Regions from separate parts of the Capsicum annuum genome. Here region 2 is linked to region 1. The links are chromatin contacts, called in public Hi-C maps. All regions are on one chromosome and are shown on one strand. Each heading gives the region's core, a stretch centred on a gene start, on an enhancer-like site or on the middle of the called end of the contact. The rest is flanking DNA. Distances are from core to core; before and after follow the strand shown. Region 1 holds the start of LOC107871197 (probable methyltransferase PMT11). Region 2 holds the start of LOC107871200 (L-type lectin-domain containing receptor kinase S.4).

Evidence for each region. Hi-C and Micro-C count contacts between places; a contact is called where the count stands out from the background.
Region 2: a Hi-C map of leaf shows a contact between it and region 1, with 2.6 times the contacts expected there. The contact joins the promoter of LOC107871200 here to the promoter of LOC107871197 in region 1. A contact is called at or near these places in 3 of 5 Hi-C or Micro-C datasets (leaf and placenta).

Annotation. Positions count from the first base shown.
Region 1 is chr5:209,957,603-209,961,286 of UCD10Xv1.1, forward strand. It overlaps LOC107871197 (probable methyltransferase PMT11), which reads left to right and starts at 1,304. Exons shown (of 9, transcript XM_016718040.2): 1 at 1,304-2,162. The coding sequence starts at 1,482.
Region 2 is chr5:210,099,166-210,102,916 of UCD10Xv1.1, forward strand. It overlaps LOC107871200 (L-type lectin-domain containing receptor kinase S.4), which reads left to right and starts at 1,607. Exons shown (of 1, transcript XM_016718044.2): 1 at 1,607-3,751. The coding sequence starts at 1,791.

The sequences.
Region 1 (3,684 bases), core at 54-2,553:
TTAATTCATTCCCAAAAGTGCAAATGTCACAATTTTGTGGTGATTTTTTCTCATTTCATTAGCTCCCACTATTTCAAGATTTTGAATACCACTTTATGATCATGAAAAGTAGTATCATTTTTTTCATTAAAAATATTAGGTAGAAGATTTTTTACTTTTTTTCCACAACAAGTAAAATAGTTTTTTACCTTTCTTCCGCTTGAGTTGAGGAGTAGAAAATGCTTTACGTGGCTATCTGTTGCCATCTATCTTTTGAGATCTCTCATCTTGATATTCGTGATTTTTCAAACTGTAACAAAACATGAGTCTCCTTAAAATTGTTGGTGTAATGTACCAAGAATTACAATAATTGTTACAGTTGAAATAAAATAAACAAAGAATGAAGAAAATAAGATCATTTTTTTCTTGGATGAGGTGCAGATATGTTGCTCTCTTTAGGATATTCAAACCCACTGCGGCATAATCTACATCGATTCAGCAGTATATCTATTGACTTGTCCCCTCCAAGATACCACAGCCCATCAATGATGTACAACTCAAGCAATTTCGGATTAGTTGAAGAGTCCAAAACTCCACCATAAAAATAACTTCCTTCAACATATATTTACTCTCTTTGTGTAGTGAACATGGTTAAACACTTCGAATAATTTTTTTGTCTCAACTCTTTCTTTCACTAATATAGCTACTCTCTTTTGTATAGTGAATATAGTTGTAGTTTCTTTATCCAACTCTCTCTTTCACTACTACACACTATAATCTTTTTCACACTTATTGTGTTTTCTTATACATACAATAACATGCAGGATCACCTCTATTTATAGGTGAGATATTCATGCTTGTACTGAATAAGAAGAATATGGTATAGTAAAGTGGTACATGAATGGTTGGATGTTATATGAGTTACAAGTATAACTACATAGTACAATGCACAAATAAAGATTTGTGGTTACAGAGTTTCAAGAAACTCATGACCACATTCTTACACTAACAAAAGTAAATAATAATACTCACAATACACAATTTATACCCACTAACATATGCACTTAATATATTAATTTAATAATAAAATACATATATACCAACATTATGTGATAAAAATAATTTTATAAAATTATTATTACAAAATAACGATGTAAATGAATTTTTTTTGTCACGACAGTGATATAAATAAATTAAATTAAATTATTAAATATTATAATATAAATAAATTAAATTTATAACGAATAGATAAACACTTTTAGTTTGATGTCTTTTTTCAATTATTTTTTTTTATCGTCATACATAGAACTGAAACGCAAGGGCATGTTTATTTTTATGTAATATATACATGCCAAACTAGAACACACTTGAGATCTAGGAAAGGAACAAGCTCTCTTGCTCCCACACCATCCTATCACTCCTATGATCGTTTGCATTCTAGTGATACCGACACACTGGTCGGAGATTATCTCAGTTTCATTAAAAAGAAAAAATAAGACAAAATGAAAGGAGATGTATTCAAATCTACAACACTTGTCAAGATATTAGGCTTTGTGTTACTGTCGATAGCATTTTTCTACTTCGGAAAACATTATTCCGATGGATCTCAACAGCTTGTTTTCTTCAATTCACGTCAAGATTCATCAACTACACCCAAACCCACAACCCCAAATTCTCAATTCGTTGCAATTTCACCTAATTCCAACAAATCCTTCGATTTATCCTCGTTAATTAACGATACCAATGTTGCCGAAAAGCCATTAAAAAATACAATTCATCCACCACCTTTGCTGACGTCACCACCTCCTCCGCCGCCGCCGAAGGAGCCGGTGGAGAAGATGGGGTTGTTGGATGAGAATGGGGTAATGAAGGATGATTTTCGAGTTGGGGGTGATGGTTTTGAAGTTGTGGAAAATTGGGGTGTGGGGAATGAGACTGAGGAGGGTGGTGGTGGTGGTGGGGTTAAGGGGTTTAGGGTTAAGAAATATGGGCTGTGTAGTCATAGTATGAGGGAGTATATACCATGTTTGGATAATGTGGAGGCAATTTCTAAGCTGAAATCGGTTGAAAGAGGGGAGAAATTTGAGCGGCATTGTCCCGAAAAAGGGAAAGGATTGAATTGTTTGGTTCCTCCACCGAAAGGTTATCAAACTCCGATTCCATGGCCAAAAAGTCGCGATGAGGTTTGTTATATTATGCTGAGAATTCTACTTGTTTTGAGATAATGTAGTTATTAGTGGCTGATCTAGAGTGTAATCATGTATCTGTATTAATAAGTTCGATAGATATTTGACTATGAATTCAGTTTTTATAGTTTGTTAGCTTGAGATCGATGTATGAAGCGATGACGAGGGAATTCTACTTGTTTTGAGGATAATGTAGTTATTAGTGGCTGATCTAGTGTGTAATTTATTAACTTGAGATCAATGTAGGAAGCTGTGATGAGGTTTGTTTATATCCTGCTGGGAATTCTATTTGTTTTGAGGATAATGTAGTTGTTATTAGTGGCTGATCTAGAGTGTAATCATGTATGTGTATTAACAAGTTCGATTAATATTTGACTATGAATTCAGTTATTATCGTTTGTTAAATTGAGATCGATGTAGGAAGCTATGACGAGGGAAATCTACTTGTTTTGAGGATAATGTAGTTATTAGTGGCTGATCTAGGGTGTAATCATGTATGTGTATTAACAAGTTCGATAAATATTTGACTATGAATTCAGTTATTATTGTTTATTAACTTGAGATCGATGTAGGAAGCTGTGACGAGGTTTGTTTATATCCTGCTGGGAATTCTACTTGTTCTGAGTATAATGTAGTTATCAGTGGCGGATCTGGAGTGTAATCGTGTATATATGTGTTGAGAAATTTGCTAAATGTTATAAATATTTGACTGTGAACTTAGTTATTATAGTTTGTTAACTTGAGATTGATGTAGGAAGCCGTGACGAGGTTTGTTAAATTCTGCTGGGAAGTCTACTTGTTTTGAGGATAATTTAGTTATGAGATGGGGATCCAGAGTGTAATCCTGTACATGTATTAAGAAATTCGCTAAATGTTTGTAAATATTTGACGGTGAACCCAGTTATTATAATTTGTTAGCTTGAGATCGATGTAGGAAGCCATGACGAGGGAATTCTACTTGTTTTGAGGATAATGTAGTTATGAGCGGTGGATCTAGAGTGTTATCATTTGTATTTTTATTAAGAAATTCATTGAATGTTTATAAATATTTGACTATGAACTAAGTTATTATAGTTTGTTAACGTGAGATCGATGAAGGAAGCCGTGAAAAGGTTAGTTCTATTCTTCTAGGAATTCTACTTATTTTGAGGATAGTGTAGTTACCAGTGGCAGGTAGAGTGTAATCCTGTTTATATGTATTAAGAAATTCACTAAATTTTTGTAAATATTTGACTGTGAACTCCGTCATTATTGTTTATTAACTTGAGATCGATGTAGGAAGCCATAAAACTTTAAACCAACTTCTTCACAGTACAATTCCATGGTCAAGAAGGCGTGACGATGTTTGTTGTATTCTTCTGGGAATTCTACTTATTTTGAGGATAATGTAGTTATCAGTGGTGGATTTTCTGTGTAATCATGTATGTGTATTGACTATTCAGAAATTTGCTAAATGTTCACAAATATTTGACTGTGAACTCACCTATTATTGTTTATTAACTTGAGATTGTTGTAGGAA
Region 2 (3,751 bases), core at 357-2,856, 140 kb after region 1:
TTTTTTGAGAACTTTACAATTAAGTGTGAACACTTTACAAATTCACCCATTTAATAGTGTATGTAATTCCACAAATGGGATATAAGAAGGCAAAAATTACTTAGACTTTATCTCTATTTTTGTGAGATCTGAGAGATTGTTTTCGATAAATTCTTAGCTAAAAGAAATTTAAATTAAAGCGTAATTGAAAAGAAAATAACGATAATAAACAATAAGATGAACAAAGCAAAACAAGCTAGAGAAAAATTAAAGAATCAAGAAATATATTTAGAATAATAATTTTAATTTTATATATATATATATATATATTGTAGGAGTATAATTTTCCAAAACTCATTTGTTAGCAACGAAGAAGTCAAAATTTGCCCAGGTGGAACTCACGTTAATATTCTTTCTGCAAATAGGGTTATCCTAATTGGCTAAATAATACAATAATTAATTGGCATATCTTGATGATATACTAATGAAAGTGCAACCTTACTAACTTAGCGTTGATTTTAACAAAATTAAACAATAATCTACTTATCAACAAACACCATATTTTATATGTTTATCCTATGTTTTATCTTTTGATGTTCTTTTTCTAGATTGCTTTAGATTATTTTTTCTTGAATCGATCAGAAATAACTTTTCTTTTATGAAAGGGTAAGATTTGTACACAATTTATCTTTTTTTGAATCCCACTTAATCGAAACACTATTTGTTGTTGTTATTAGTGGCGGAGTCACATGTGCTTGACGGGTGTCGACCGACATTCATTCGTCAAAAAATTACATTGTACAACTAGGTAAAAATATTTTTTCTTCCATATGTGTTACATATCGTCATCTCTTGATTTCTTTGTGAATTTATTTATTTATATTTTGACATTCTTAATGAAAATTCTGGTTCTACCACTGATTTTTATGCTATGTTTGTTTTATAAAGAAAGTTATTCATCAAAATTTCAATTTATATATTAGTCTATGAAGTTATGACTTCAAGTTCAGGGTGGAATCGAGATATTTGCAAAAAAAAATATATAACGAGTATTTTTATTGATGTGATTTTAATGAAAGAGAAGATATTTCAATTTATAACAAGAGAGTAGTTAACCAACTAATCAATCCAAGTTAGATTGACCAATTATCCTCCTAACCATGACAAATAGGTTGCTAATTAAGCTCTCATTGCCATTTAATTTAGGAATTTATCTCTTACCAACTCTTTTCTTTCAAAACTCCACTTTGTTAATATTTAACTTTTTTCATGTCAAATTTAACGTAATAATTAATAAATTGAGAAATTTTTTAATCTCAAGCATGATTTCAGCATAGCCACTAAATATTATATGATATTTTCTCATGGTGAAGTCCGAATTAGAAATTTATCAATCTTAAATACCCCAAACCAACATAATAAAAAAGGTAGCAAAAGGAAAAACATAGCATTCGACTGCGCATATTCAATAAAATTTTAAAACTAATAAATAAAATTACTGAATTCAGCTAAACACGCAATCCGCTACAACATTCATACTCTCAACATGTAAAATGTAAAAATCATTTTCTTAAGTCCAAGTGTCAAAGGTGTATGTAATTGTTGGCTAGTCATGGACTGTAGTTATAGTTCTGCACTTAATCACCCCACCACCACAACCTCTGAACCCCACTCTTTCACTTTCCCAACACTTTCTTCTTTCCATTTTAATCACATGTGGCAAATCAAGAACCAACTCTACAAAAAGAATGTCTAGATACAGCTATAAATCATCACACACCACACATACTTCTTGAACTAACTATGCCACCATGACCAAAAAAATTAAACCAACACTTGTCTTGGTACTCTTTGTTTTGTTATCAAGAACAGTTGTTTCTGTTGAGTTTGTTTACAATGGTTTTAATGAAGTTGAACCTAATAATCTTAGTGTAAATGGGGTTGCTCAAATTTCCAAGAATGGTGTTTTACAGCTTACAGATGAAACATCTAGAGTTGTTGGTCATGTATTTTACAAAAATCCAATAAGATTCAAGAATGATCAGTTTGGTAATAATGTTTCTTCTTTTTCTACTGCTTTTGCTTTTGGGATTGTTCCTGAATATGCTAAGTTAGGTGGTCATGGTTTTGCTTTTACAATATCAACAAGTAATGAAATGAAAGGTGCACGTCCTAGTCAGTATTTAGGACTTTTGAATAACAGTGATGTTGGGAATTTTTCTAATCATTTGTTTGCTGTTGAATTTGATACTGTTCAAGATTTTGAGTTAGGTGATATTAGTGATAATCATGTTGGTATTGATATTAATAATTTGGAATCCAATGCTTCTGTTAATGCTAGTTACTTTTCTGAAGGAAGTTCTACTAAGCAGAATCTTTTTCTGCAGTGTGGAAAGACAATTCAGGCTTGGATTGACTATGATTCAAGTAGAAATTTATTGAATGTTACACTTTCCATGTCTTCAAGAAAACCAAGTTATTCAATTTTGTCTTACCATGTGGACCTTTCTCCAATTCTTGAGGAATTCATGTATGTTGGATTTTCTGCTTCAACTGGTTTGCTTGCTAGTTCACATTATATATTTGGTTGGAGTTTCAAGATGAATGGGATGGCTCAATCTTTGGATCTTGATTCACTGCCTTCTTTACCTAAGCCTAAGAAGGACCAAACAACCTTAATTGTTGCTACCTCTTTGTCTGCTGTCATGTTTCTTGCATTTGGACTTATTTTAGCCTTGTATGTCATTTGGAAATTCAAGAACATAGATGTGATTGAACCTTGGGAACTCGAAATAGGTCCACATAGGTTTTCTTATAAGGAGTTAAAGAAGGCTACAAGGGGTTTTAGAGATGAAGAGTTACTTGGTTTTGGTGGATTTGGTCGAGTTTATAAAGGGTTGTTGCCTAAGACCAATAACGTTGTTGCTGTTAAGCGAATAAATCATGAAGCGAAGCAAGGTCTTCAAGAATTTGTTTCTGAAATCGCCACTATTGGTCGCCTTAGACATAGAAATTTGGTTCAGCTCATAGGATGGTGTCGGCGAAGCGGTGACTTGTTACTTGTTTATGACTTTATGCCTAATGGAAGCTTAGACAAATACATTTACGATGAACCAAGAGTTGTTTTAACTTGGGAGCAGAGATTCAAGATTATTAAAGGTGTCGCTTCTGGTTTGTTGTATTTACACGAAGAATGGGAACAAACTGTAATTCATCGAGATATTAAAGCAGGGAATGTGTTGTTAGATTCAGAAATGAATGGAAGACTTGGAGATTTCGGACTTGCTAAGTTATACGAGCGTGGAGCAAATCCTAGCACAACAAGAGTAGTGGGCACATTGGGTTATTTAGCTCCAGAATTAACCAAAACTGGAAAGCCAACGACAAGCTCAGATGTTTTTGCCTTTGGTGCATTGCTGCTAGAAGTTGCTTGTGGGAGGAGGCCGATTGAGGCAAAGGCATTGCCTGAGGAGTTAATCATAGTGGATTGGGTATGGGATAAATGGAGCGAAGGAGCCATTCTTGAAGTGGTTGATCCAAGACTAAACGGCGAATATGATGAGATGGAGGCCTTGATGGTGCTTAAATTAGGACTAATGTGTTCAAATAATACATCATCTAAGAGACCTAGTATGAGGCTAGTCGTTAGATACTTGGAAGGGGAGGTGGTGCTGCCCGAGACATTATCAGCGCCTGATGAATATGATGGAAAGAAAAGTGGCGCTAGTGATATGGAGTTAGAGGACTTCGTACCTTCCTATCCATCTTCGTC